Regions from separate parts of the Mus musculus genome. Here regions 1, 3 and 4 are each linked to region 2. The links are chromatin contacts, called in public HiCAR-type and HiChIP or PLAC-seq maps. All regions are on one chromosome and are shown on one strand. The core of a region is the stretch at or near the end of the contact, and the rest is flanking DNA. Distances in the headings are between cores, read along the strand shown.

Region 1 (2,807 bases), core at 148-2,647, 300 kb after region 2:
CAAACTGACTTAGAGGTCTGGGGTGTACCTCAGTGGTAGAGTGCTTACCTAACATTTATAAGGTCCTGGGTTCAGCGTCAGAATTCTGTCTAAACTCCACCCCACAGTTACCTGGCAACAGGCAGGTAGGCCTGACCCACTATAAAAGGGGCTGCTTGCCCACTCCTCTCCCTCTTGTTCTCTTGCTCTCTTGTTCCCACTCTGTCCCCTCGCCTCTTCCCCGCCCCCCTCCACGTGCTCATGGCTGGCCTCTACTCCTCTACTTCTCTACTCTCCCTCTCTCTGCCTTTCTCTGCCTCCACTGCCCTCTTAACTCCCCTCCCCATGCCCTGAATAAACTCTATTCTATACTATACTATACTATACTATACTATACTATACTATACTATACCTGTGGCTGGTCCCTCATGGGGAAGGGATGCCTCGGCATGGGCCCGCTGAGACATTCCCTTCTCCCACACCTCACCACACCTCATAGCACATATCTCCTATTTATTTATTTATTTATTTATTTATTTATTTATTTATTTATTTTAAACACATCATTCAGGACTGAAGGAAGAAAGACAAAACTCATGGAAATGATTTTAAGTGATTCTTAATAATTCATATTTAAAATTACAACATTTCTGCTTCTTAGACTTCAACTACAGTTTCATCTGGTACTAAGGTCACCTGCCCAGAGACCTGGTGTGAAGCGAAGCGGTAGGCAAGACAGAGAAGCCCTGTTCTGAGCTGGCTGTCCTCCCGCTTAAGGAGCAGCTGTCTTAGTGGCCTCCCAAGCACCAACGCCAGGGCACCCGCGCCAGCTGCCACACTGGAGCTGCCGGAGTTCCACACCAGTAGAGTTTTATGTAAGGGCTTCAAAGCTACAGCAGCCACCGCAGTAGCTCTGACCTGGCCTTTCATGTCTCAGTCCAGACAAACGCGTGATTGAAGAAAGGATTCATCCAAGCCCGTGTCACATTGGCCATCTGGAAACCCGCCAGCCGCTCATTTAGCAAATTACTTTGTTTAAAGGCAGCTCTGTGTTCCAGCGTTTGTGCTACCAGGATGGGTCTCATAATTCCTCCGCCTTGGTTTATCCGCTCGGCTCCTCTCGATCTGCCTAGCAACTTAAAAGACTGTTAATGCGTGACAAGGCACTTGACCCGCATGATTTTCGAGCGGAGGGAGAGCATTCGTCTTGTGCTGGCTTGTCCTCTCCTCCAAAGCAAGGGCACGACGCCCCGCGCTCTCTGTCTTAATGAAGCCTGCCTTTATTAAGAAGCCCATTAAGCTCCACAGGGCCCAGCCATCCAGCACTGTAAATATTACCCCATAGAAATTCACATAGGGCCCTGGCGCGGGGTGGGGGATGGGGAGTACGGTAAGCGCTCACCCATTCTGCCAGTCTGGAGGAGACCTCAGCTCTCTGTTGATGGAAGGCTGTTGCTGTTTGACAGGCTGATGCCTCTTTGTTTGGAAAGATGAGTTAGAATCGTTAGCAGGTAATGTCACAAGGCCCCTGGGGTGGTTTGAATAAAAGAGTTGGAAGCAACCTGACTACAGAATAGCAATGAGTTCTCAGGTGTCTGATCTGGATTTTCTTCTTCCAAAAGAGGAAAGAAAGAGGAAAAAGGAGCCCACAGAGGCTGAGATGGTTTCTTATCAGGATGTTGCGGGTCACTTTGTCCTGATATGGTTTATCATCTGTCATTGACCAGGGCAAATGATCTTGGTGACTGTTGTTTCCATAAATTGCTCATCTGGGGTCGTGGTATTCTTAAGTCTGGAAGCTAGAAGCTCAAATCAGTGAGTGGATCAAAGACATATCGTGTGTTCAGTATCTAGCTAGGCCCTTTAAGGGGGCGGGGGGGGGGGGAGGATCACACAATAAATGTGCTTTGGGAAGTTTTTTTTTTTTTTTTTAAAGTGTGTCTATTTAGTGACTAGTAAAGACTCGGACTGGGTGTCAAATGTTGATGTGATTTGGGCCAAGGTTGCCTTAGTCCTCTCTTGGAATTATTTTTAGAGGTAACTGAATTAGTGATGACATATAGTAAGAACTCAACCGTGCTACTTGATATGTTTTGTAAAGCGCGGTATGCTTCACTGGGAGGGGGTGTCTTAGTGGGTGCCCCCTGTCCCCAGGTACCAGTCATACAACACGGGTCTAGTATAAAATGTTCACTTGAGGCATGGGAAGGGGGTTGAGAAAGGAGTTGAAGTAGAGAAAAAGAAGGGACAGAAAAAGATGGGGAGAGGGAGGGTGGGGGGGTCAGAGAAAGAGAGAGAGAGAGAAAGGGGTCAGAGAGAGTGAAGAGAGGCCAAACAGTTCTTTTTATAGCAACCCAGGCTCCCACCTGGCTGTTGCTAGGTAACTAACTGTTGGGAGGAACCTAGAAGGAATGCTAACGTGCTAACACTAATAACACCAGGTATGGGATAGCTATCCTCGGTATTGGCACCGCTAAAGTAGTCACTGGACTGGATCGAGGGAAGAGAGCTTTATGAGCCAACTCCATACATGTACCAACTCCAGGTAGGGAGAGGGCGGCCTGTGAATGGCACTGCATAAACCGGGCACAGCCTTGGTGGGCAGGGAAAGAAGTGGGTAGGTAGCTAGGTGGACTGGAAGGAAGCTCGAGTTCAGAGCACAGGAGTGGAGATGATGAACGAATGAGGGGCTGTGTTGGTGGAGGCTTGAAGGCTAAGGGGTCTCAACATGATCTAGCTGGTAACAAGCTGCCATCTTGCTTTCTTGCAGGAGAGCCGCAGAGAGCTCTGGGTCGGTAAGGGAGAAGATGGAAGCTAAGAGGCGGGGG
Region 2 (2,856 bases), core at 291-2,790:
TAATTTACTTGCTCACATTTACTTAAATTTGCTTAAATTTAACCCAGTGAGATGGCTCAGTAGGTGAAGGTGCTCCCTGCAGAGCCTACAGACCTGAGTTCAGTGTCTGGGACCCCTAAGGGTGCAGAAGAGAACCAGTTTCCAAAAGTTTTCTCTGACCTCCACATGCATGTGGTTGCATGTACATACATATGTGTCAATAAAAATGCAATAAAATTAGACATTATATTTAAAAACTAAAACTGCATTTGACTAAATTCACTGACATCCAGTCTTTCTTGGTCACGGCAGCGCACACCTATAATCCCAGCACTCAGAAGGCTGAGGCAGCCGGGCCATGAGTTCTAGGCCAGTAAGGCCCTGTTCCTGCTGTTTCTGTTTAGTGCTAGGATAGAGCTCGGGGCTAGATGCACGCACAGTACCGTCTCCACCCCATGTTAATCAAGGGCCTGGCGTTACTCTGACACTCATCCCTCAGTTGTCCTAGTCACATTTCAAGTACTCAGAAGCCAGATGTGGCTAGCAGTGAGAGCTCTTGCAGTGTAGCTCGGGAGTGTTTACGTCAACATAGGACAGTGGGTCTCACTCTTCCTAATGCTGTGACCCTTTAATACAGTTCTTCATGGGGACCACCAACCATGAAATTATTTCATTCATAGTTGTCATTTTGCTCCTGTTATGAATCATTATTAATATCTTTAATGCAGAATTCCTAATATACGATCCTAGTGGGGTCGTGACCCACAGGTTGTGAACCACTCTGTAGACTCCCGTTCTCTGTATTCTATAGGAGTGGGTGTAGATCCCAGACACAAAACCCTCACGTCACAACTTCCTGTCTTTATGGAAAGTCTTTTGTGAAAAAAACATAAAACGTCCTCTGTGACAAGAATTCTCTATGTACCCCTGGCTGTCCTGGAATTCACCATGATTTATTTGCCTTACTGCCTTCTGGGTTCTGGGATTAAAGGCATCACCGCCACTCCTGGCTCTCTTTTAAAACTTTTAAACACGAACTTATACAATTTCTGATAAAGTTAAATGTGATGGGGGAAATTGACAGCAGTCTAAGATTAAATATAATGTAGTTAGATTCAAACCCATTGCCCAAGTCTGGGAGCCACTTAGCTAAAGTCAGCGTGGCCTGCTGTCCCCAAACTCTCTGCCCACAATGTTATCTGTTGCTCATCCATTTGGAAGTAGACTGTATTAGTAGGGTCCGCGGGTCGTTTTTTGTTTTTTTTTTTTTTGTTGTTGTTGCTGTTGTTTTTATTTTTTATTTTTTGTTATTATTATTTTTTTTTTCTGAGCCACACAAATGGTGCTGTTTCTGGGTGGTCCCGGTTGCCGGTTTCCAGTGCAAAAAACACCTAGCTGTTCCTGAGCAGAATTGGACCAAACTCAAAAAGCAGACTTACATGTACCCTCTTGAAAATTAGTGGAAGCAGCAGGCCCGCTTGTAGCTTGAGCCCTAGAAAGCTATCAAACAGATTGGGCGTCCCAGGATGGCAGAAAACATTTCTAAAAATGTTTTTTGCTAAAAGGAACGCTGCCGTCCCTGGGTGGGCTCGAACCACCAACCTTTCGGTTAACAGCCGAACGCGCTAACCGATTGCGCCACAGAGACACAGCTGCCTGAGCGGCCGTGCGCTTTGTACACATTGCCGCGGCCAGCATGGGCGTCGCCGCCTCGGACTCCCGGGAGGCGCCAGGCCCTGCTGAGCCCTGCGGGCTGAGACTGCGCGAGGGCGGGGAGGGGCGGAGCCGCCGAGCCCAGCAAATCCTCCGCAGAGCAGGGCGGCGCCGGGTGAGGCTCCGGGAATCTGCGTGGGCTCCGAGCCAGGGCGCCCTGCCCTTGTTCAAGGTTGTTACCGCCCCTCCCCTTTGAGTGTTCTCGTCGCCTCCCGCTTATCGAGGTTGATAAACTGTGGATCTCTGTGTGGGCCATGGGAATTTTATACTTTATACGTTTAAAAACCTACCGCGCCGCCCCTCCCCCGTCACCTCCTGGGAATAAATTCACACCCCTTTAGCGGACTGGAGCCTCCTTCGAGCACTCATGGCTTAGGGGGACTGCAGAATCGGATTTATGGCGATTAAAACGCTCTTTTAAAATAGCCAGTGACGTCTAGGCCTTCCCCTGACTTCTGAATTTAACTCACTGACTTGGGGTTGCCTTGGGAGGGTTGGGGTAGGTAGCATTGTGCCCACTCAGAGGAGGGGGAGGGGGAGGGAGAGAGGGGGAGGGGGAGGGAGAGAGAGGGAGGGGCAGAAGGGAAGGGAAGGAGGAAGAGAGAAGGGAGGGGGAGAAAGGATAATTCTTTGATAAACCTGCCAGAGCCCCTGTCAGACCTCTCCTTCCCCCATCACCCCAAAGACCGGGAGGGGAGGAGGGGGCAACTTCACAGACCTCAGGTCCCGCTCTTCAAGCTTCCATACCCTTCCTCCTTTTAAAAAAAATTAATTATTTCATATATTTACATCCCAAATACTGTCCCCGTTCCCGCCCTCCCCCCTTTCTCTTGCTCCTCCTCTCTTTGGCTCTTCCTACTTAGCTATTGCTACTCTCTTGGTATAAATTGAGCCATATTTCAAAGACTTATTTTAATCATGTATCTGGGTGTTGGCGTGTATCCTGAGTTCAGCGCCCTCGGGGTCAAACGGGGCGTCGCATTCTCCTGGAGCCTGCGTTGGAGGCGATTGTGAGGCTCTCAAGGCGGGTGCTGGGAACTGAGCGCGGGTCCTGTGCAAGAGAGGAGCTCTCAACCACCTATCCATCGCTCCAGCTCCATTTTAACCCCTTTAAAGCTTACGGTTCAAACGGAATTAAGTGCACTTATATGTTACCAATACTCC
Region 3 (2,823 bases), core at 127-2,626, 420 kb before region 2:
ACTTCCCTGGCCAGTGGCTGGAAGCTGCCTGTCCGGGTGCCCTCAGTTCATCCTTGGGCTTAAAAGTCGGCTGCATGGCTGAGCCCAAGGTCAGAAAAGGAGGGGCTCTTAGGCTCCAGGATACATCAAATAAGGATACATTAAATAAGAATACATTTAATAAGGATACATTTAATAAAAATACCTTAAGTAAGGCTTTGACTCCTGAACTAATAGGATGGGGAATTTGGGGAGGGAGCCATGCTACAGGAATTTGAAGGTTACAACTCTCTGGAGTACCAGCCTAGGGGGAGGAATTCTTTTGCAATCAGAGGCTTGGGGGGGGGGGGTACCCTTTGTATCAAACTGATGTGCCAGCCGTTCATTGCTTGGCTGATATTCATTTCTGCAGAATTGTAAAATAGAGACTGTTTTTGTGTTCCTACTCTCTCAAATTTATTATTACAGAGTGAGGGGTCTTGTTTCTCACACTAAAGATGCTGAAGCAAGAGGGTCTTGAAATTGGGACCAGCCTGGGCTACAAAAAGAGATGCCCACGCCCCCAGGGATGAGAAAGCACAGAGGGTGGGAGTCAGTAAAAACAGCCCAGGGGCAAAAAGAATGCTACCCTAGGCCAGGCTGACTCCAAGATTAGATTGGCTCAGGTGGGGCAGGTCGGGCAGGGCGAGGCCGGGCAGTTGTGGAAGCTGGATGACCCTTCCAGGGAAGCAATTCTGAGCTGCTCCTAAGCCACTCGGATAACCACCCAGAAAGCACGAGTCTTAGAGCATCCACAGCAGACCATCCAGGCCACCAGTCCAACAAAATCACAGGCGGGGTTGGTCCGAAGCTGGGCAAGCATTGCAACCCAACAGTCCTTGAGAAGGCTGCTGCAGAACAGGCCACGGAGGGCCAGGAGGCAAGCCAACCCACAGGTTCAGTGTCCAGTGACAACGTACATGGCCCACGTTGGAGGGCAGCACGGAGGAAGTGACGCTGTGACTTCAAGACCCTTGAGATGGATCAGATCTTTTGGTGTGAAGGAGGGCTGAGGGGGGCAGAGACAAAGGAAGGTACCCAGAGCTGCACCCCTGTGACCCTCTGTCCTCAGACAGGCACTCTGCTCATCCTAGATGGGGGAGGATCCTCCTGATACCCTCCGCGAGGGACTGAGGCTGCCTGCTTCCAGGGAGACGCTGCTGCCAGTTCCAGGTAGCCTCCCTCGGTCTGCCACACGCCTCCGGAGAGCAAGCGGACGCCCTAGAATCACACGAGATCAGATGTTGGGAGTGACCTTCGGAGAAGAGCCACCCAAGATGACTTAAGAGACCTGAGAGGCTCTGGATTGGACCATTTCCCCCTAAGCCCTACAGTATAAACTCTTGGCCTCTAGGTGGCGCTGTTGGTTGGACTGAAAACTTCAAGAGCTGGATTCAAGTGGGGATTAGGTCGTTAGAGGTGAACCTTTCTTTAATGGTAGTTATAGGACCTCGTCTCCTCTTCTCTCCCCTCTCCCTCTCCCCACCCTCTTTTCCTCTCTCTCCTTCCTGGCTTATGACTTACATTTTGTTTTGCTACATGCCGCTGACATGCTACACTGTGCTCTCCAGCTCCTGGTCTTACACACGAATCTCCAGAACCATAAGCCAAAATAACCCTTTCTCTTTCTAAGTTAGGAGCCTCAGGTCTTCCATCATAGCAATATAAAGCCTACAAATACAAGACTCACTAAATCAGCATTGACTGGGTAACCTTTGAGTCAGAGGACCAACCCTGTTGTTGCTGGACTCTATCTACTGAAGCCCGGGACACCTGTAACCTCCAAGGGATGTGGGCTCTAGCTAGCTCCCTGTAGGCAAGCCTCCTGCCTTCCCTCCCCTCCACAGCCTTCTGTGCTCAGCGAAACCTCATCTCCTCACTCATCCATCTCTCCCGCTGTGACACCAATTCATCTCACGAAGGTGCCAGGTAGCTGGCTCCAAAGTCTCCCTTCAACTTCATTAAAAAGTAATTAAATTTTTAAAAGCCGTTGTTCAGTTGTGGAAGGGCTGACCTGGTTAGGAGATGTCGAGCCAGCAAATGACAGCTATGTCAACCGGCTCTCTTCCTTCTTTTCCCCAGACCCCTCCCTCCGTAAAGCAACCACAAACCCAGATGGCATTTTCACACAGCGTCCACCAGATCAGGACCCGTGCCAAACACTGGATATGCCGGCTCCTGACGTCTCCTCTAAAGACCCTGGGAAGTGGGTAAATACCCTGACAGCCTTTTTTTTTTTTTTTTTAGAAGTAACAGGCTTCGGAATTTTAGTGAGTTGGTAAAATATCTTCTAGAAACTTCATCTGCTAATTCCAGCCCTACAAGCCAGAGAAACTTCCCTCACCTCAGGCCTCTGGACAGTCTAGGACATGTGCTCCCAATCCCCCTCCTGAGCTGCCACTGCCCCCGCCCCGCCCCACCCCTGGCACACAGAGAAACCAAAGCCTTATTCAGCAACAAGGCAAAGTGGACATAAGTCCAAGCCACTTCCAGACCCTCAGATGCTGTGTTTTCCCTGTCTCTGCCCCAGCCAGGGGATGGCAGAAGCTGGGACAGCAGTGAATGAATCCTGTGAGGACCTTGAGGGCCACCACTTTGTAGGAGACAATGTGAAGGCCAGAAAGAGAAGCAGAAGTTCCGACTGTATCCCACAACGAAGCTGTTTGCCTTGTTTGATTCCCAAGGGCCCTCAGGCCTCATGTTTGTTTTTGATCTGTCCTTCTCACCAAAAGATGTCCGAGCGTGTTTGACTCTGGGATAAGATAAACACAGGGTTAGGGTTTTACTGCTGTGAACAGACACCAT
Region 4 (3,120 bases), core at 260-2,759, 410 kb after region 2:
TGGATTGTCTCATTTTCCATGCCAAACAACTGTAATAGAAATCAGTAGCCAACTCCATTTTCAACCGCATAGTTTGGCCAAGGGTAAAAAAACCACCTCAGTCAAAAATTCTGGTCAGCAACACAGCTACCCAAGCAGCTCTCCCTGTTCTCCTCTACACACCTTTTGTCTCTTTTTAGGCAGAGAGAGGAAGAAGCGCTTAGCATACAGGATGGGGGCAAGAAGGACTGGCAGCCTTCCTACTAATTGCCGAATCACAGAGCACCATGGCTTTGTGAGAGAGGGAGCCCATGCTTAGAAAGTAAGTTCCTAGCAAGGCTTTCTTCCTCCTATTCACTCATAAATGTTCCTCTAATAAGGTCGGAATGATTTTACCTTTGGGTTCGATGTTTAACATTTATTATCTTGGACTTTGCACATGGGGGGAAAAAGCCCTATAATGATTGCCTTAAAAAGCATACAGCTGTTGTCGGTGAAGGCACACGCAGGTCTAACTGCCTCTAATATGTAACCTTCAGAAACTAACCCCCTCAAAAAGTTGCTTTTTACCATGCTTCCGTTTACCCACCCACGTTGCTGCAGAATATTTAATTCCGAAGCAAAAAAATCCATCTTCCCCACTGAATTTTTTGCACAGCAGTGTGTTAAGCAACAACAATGTTAAATTTGTACTGCTTACTCTAAATGGTGTTAAAATAAACGAACTCTGGGTCTGGAAACTCTCACGGACGTTTTTCACAATGAGCTTTAAAAAGGACGCTTCCAAAAGGCGATTGGGGCACTAGGGCAATATTAACAAATCAGGAGTAGATGAGACGCAGAGACGGAGGATTCCTCCACCATAGCGTGTTTCTGTGGTCGCTAACAACAGTCCGCTCGCTCCCTAGGCAAGCAGCGGCGCACAGGCTCTGGAACCTTCTAGGTCATTTGGAGATTCACCATGCGGAGGAAAAGGCTCTGTTGCCCAGGCTCTGCCGAGATCCTAGCTGAGGTGGGAGCCGGTGCCAGCTTGAAGAAGCTGAGTGGGGAGTCGGGGGCGAGCCTGGAAGGCCAGCGGGACCAGGTGGTCGCGGGGTGTCACGGTTCCCGGAATCCCCGGACCCACCATCTCCCTCGGGAAGCAGCGAGCTCCAGCCCTCCCCGGCCACCCAGGCTCCTACTTACGGGGTGCAGCGGTCGCTGAACTCGTTGGCGATGGTCTCGATGCCCCCGGCCCGCGCCACCGCAATGTAGCAGCTCTGTGAGCCTACGTCTAGCCCAACCACCGACATGGCTGGCCCGGTCCGCCTCCGCCTCGGGTCCGCTGCGTGCTCGTCCTGCTCCCGACCAGTCGGGAAGATGCCTCCGGCTTACCCTGCAAGACTGCGCTCAGTCTCTGCCACCGCTCTCCGCCGCCCGCCTCTCTCACGCAGCCGCCGCCGCTCAGCTACCAATCCAAAAGGGGAGGTCCCAATCGCTCAGCCTTATGTAGCCTACTGAGGAGAACTTTCCAGAATCTGCAGCATTTTACTCACCGGCGCCTCCACGTGCCACTTCCGCTTCCTTCTTCTCGAGCCTTCGAGAAAGATTCTACCCAATGGACTGCTGGTCCCTCCGCGGGCGGCCTGAGTTGCCATGGTGACAGGGCAGCTGCTCGGGCGCCATTGGCTAAAACTGACCGAGCTTGCCCGGCCTCCATCCCGCCCTCCCCAGCCTGAGGGGCAGTTTTCGTTCCAGTTGACTCCAGTGAATAACCGGTCGGGAACTTCTGTCGCTTAAGTGGTGACTCCGGTGGCAGTGTCCGGCTCCCGACGCCGAAAAACTATTGAAAGGACGGAGAAAGAACACACTACTCCGGGACCCCAGGCCTCTCCGGTCACGAACTTGCTGTTGGCAGAGAGCATGTCGGGAAGCGTAGTCTGGCCGGGAGACCCTAGCGCCTTGCATGCTGGGAAACGCAGTCCAGTGGTGAGGCCTCGGTGCTTTGCATGCTAGGATATGTAGTCCAGCCCGTGGTGCGTGCCACGATCCTGCTTTGTCTTAAGGGCTCAGTAAAAAGAGGCCCAGCTGGCTGCTGCCGATTCGCGCTCTTTCTCTGGTGTATGCTTTGTTCTGTGTTCCGTTCTTGCTTGTTTTTTCAACAGCTAATGGATTGCGATTTAGGGGCGTCAGGATAAGCCGCAAACGCGGTTTATATTTTGTAGACATTTGTCCGCTGGCAAGATTGTTGCAGAATAAAACACAGAAGGGTTTTCTTCTTCTTCTTCTTCTTCTTCTTCTTCTTCTTCTTCTTCTTCTTCTTCTTCTTCTTCTTCTTCTTCTTCTTCTTCTTCTTCTTAAATGAAAACTTTTGATTGCTATGCAATTTGGGAAGCTGCTGGTGTTTTGCCGACAGGGTTTTGCATATTTTGGATACTAGTTTAAGCCGACTTTGTTTAACCCTGCCACTCCTAACCATAAGGTTATGATTTAATGTAATGGCTAATAATATGGTTTAATAAATGGGTGTATGGTTTATTCCTTGTTTAATCTAACCTTTCATTTTCTTTCCTTGGAAAGTAAGCTTAGGTTCCATGAAGAGAAAGCAGAGGTGGATGCTGCTGGCTCCTGCTTTCAATTCTTATGTACCGTTAAAAAAAACGTCAAAGTTTGCCTGAAAACCCCGTGTGTACCCTCTAGAATATGGAAATATGCACAATTAAAACGTGCGCTGCTAAATAAGTGTGTAATTGAATGAAGAGTTGGGGCCCAGGGTTAAAAACTAACTCCTGAAGTATGCCTCTTCCCGTAGGACAAGTGGGGTTGCTTAAATGGGAGCTTTCTATACAAATTGCAGAGTAAGTTTTATTCGTGGTGATTGATCGGCTTGCCACTTAAGTTATTTCACCTGCTAGCATAACTATTTAAAATGGGAGAAGAACCAACGCTATCCCAGAGCAGCTGCGTTTTTAAATTTGAAATATGTTTGTTGGCATTCTTTTCATTTTGTGTCTCTGAAACCTCCACCACCCCGGCTTTTTTTTAAGTATATGAAAACTCTTTTTTTTTTTTTTTTTTTTTTTGGTTTTTTCGAGACAGGGTTTCTCTGTGTAACCCTGGCTGTCCTGGAACTCACTTTGTAGACCAGGCTGGCCTCGAACT

The links. HiChIP or PLAC-seq counts read pairs in DNA pulled down with a chosen protein or histone mark. HiCAR-type assays count read pairs that join an accessible place to other places.
Region 1: a contact with region 2 is called in an H3K4me3 HiChIP or PLAC-seq map of forebrain, with 4 times the contacts expected there. The contact joins the promoter of Wdr95 here to the promoter of 2310047D07Rik in region 2. A contact is called at or near these places in 3 of 39 promoter capture datasets (3T3-L1-derived adipocytes, hippocampal neurons and pre-B cells), 1 of 15 datasets of contacts at CTCF or cohesin (the NIH/3T3 cell line), 6 of 484 Hi-C or Micro-C datasets (B cells, the HPC-7 cell line, cerebral cortex and 3 more), 6 of 115 datasets of contacts at active chromatin or transcription factors (cardiomyocytes, effector CD8 T cells, embryonic midbrain and 3 more) and 1 of 9 other capture datasets (pancreatic islet).
Region 3: a RAD21 HiChIP or PLAC-seq map of pro-B cells shows a contact between it and region 2, with 4 times the contacts expected there. The contact joins the enhancer-like site here to the promoter of 2310047D07Rik in region 2. A contact is called at or near these places in 2 of 15 datasets of contacts at CTCF or cohesin (large pre-B cells and pro-B cells), 1 of 484 Hi-C or Micro-C datasets (the 63-12 cell line) and 3 of 115 datasets of contacts at active chromatin or transcription factors (astrocytes, embryonic limb bud and pancreatic cancer cells).
Region 4: a HiCAR-type map of astrocytes shows a contact between it and region 2, with 2.4 times the contacts expected there. The contact joins the promoter of Hsph1 here to the promoter of 2310047D07Rik in region 2. A contact is called at or near these places in 1 of 39 promoter capture datasets (the 3T3-L1 cell line), 4 of 484 Hi-C or Micro-C datasets (cerebral cortex and embryonic stem cells) and 1 of 115 datasets of contacts at active chromatin or transcription factors (astrocytes).

Annotation. Positions count from the first base shown.
Region 1 is chr5:149,527,282-149,530,088 of GRCm38.p6, forward strand. Wdr95 (WD40 repeat domain 95) reads left to right here and starts at 1,398. Exons shown (of 23, transcript NM_029440.3): 1 at 1,398-1,490. All of the region lies in intron 1 of Gm15997 (predicted gene 15997), which reads right to left.
Region 2 is chr5:149,227,448-149,230,303 of GRCm38.p6, forward strand. It overlaps 2310047D07Rik (a long non-coding RNA gene), which reads left to right and starts at 1,541. Exons shown (of 2, transcript XR_003956021.1): 1 at 1,541-1,864. n-TNgtt14 (a tRNA gene) reads right to left here and starts at 1,627; the gene lies at 1,554-1,627.
Region 3 is chr5:148,810,880-148,813,702 of GRCm38.p6, forward strand. No RefSeq gene overlaps it. Among named protein-coding and RNA genes, the nearest start is that of Gm36405, 3.0 kb to the left of the region's middle. Within about 2 kb of position 1,377, at least 10 of the 459 cell types and tissues checked have an H3K27ac peak or open chromatin away from gene starts, as enhancers often do. A contact at or near this core is called in pro-B cells, where this site is marked.
Region 4 is chr5:149,634,806-149,637,925 of GRCm38.p6, forward strand. Hsph1 (heat shock 105kDa/110kDa protein 1) reads right to left here and starts at 1,510. Exons shown (of 18, transcript NM_013559.2): 1 at 1,165-1,510. The coding sequence starts at 1,271.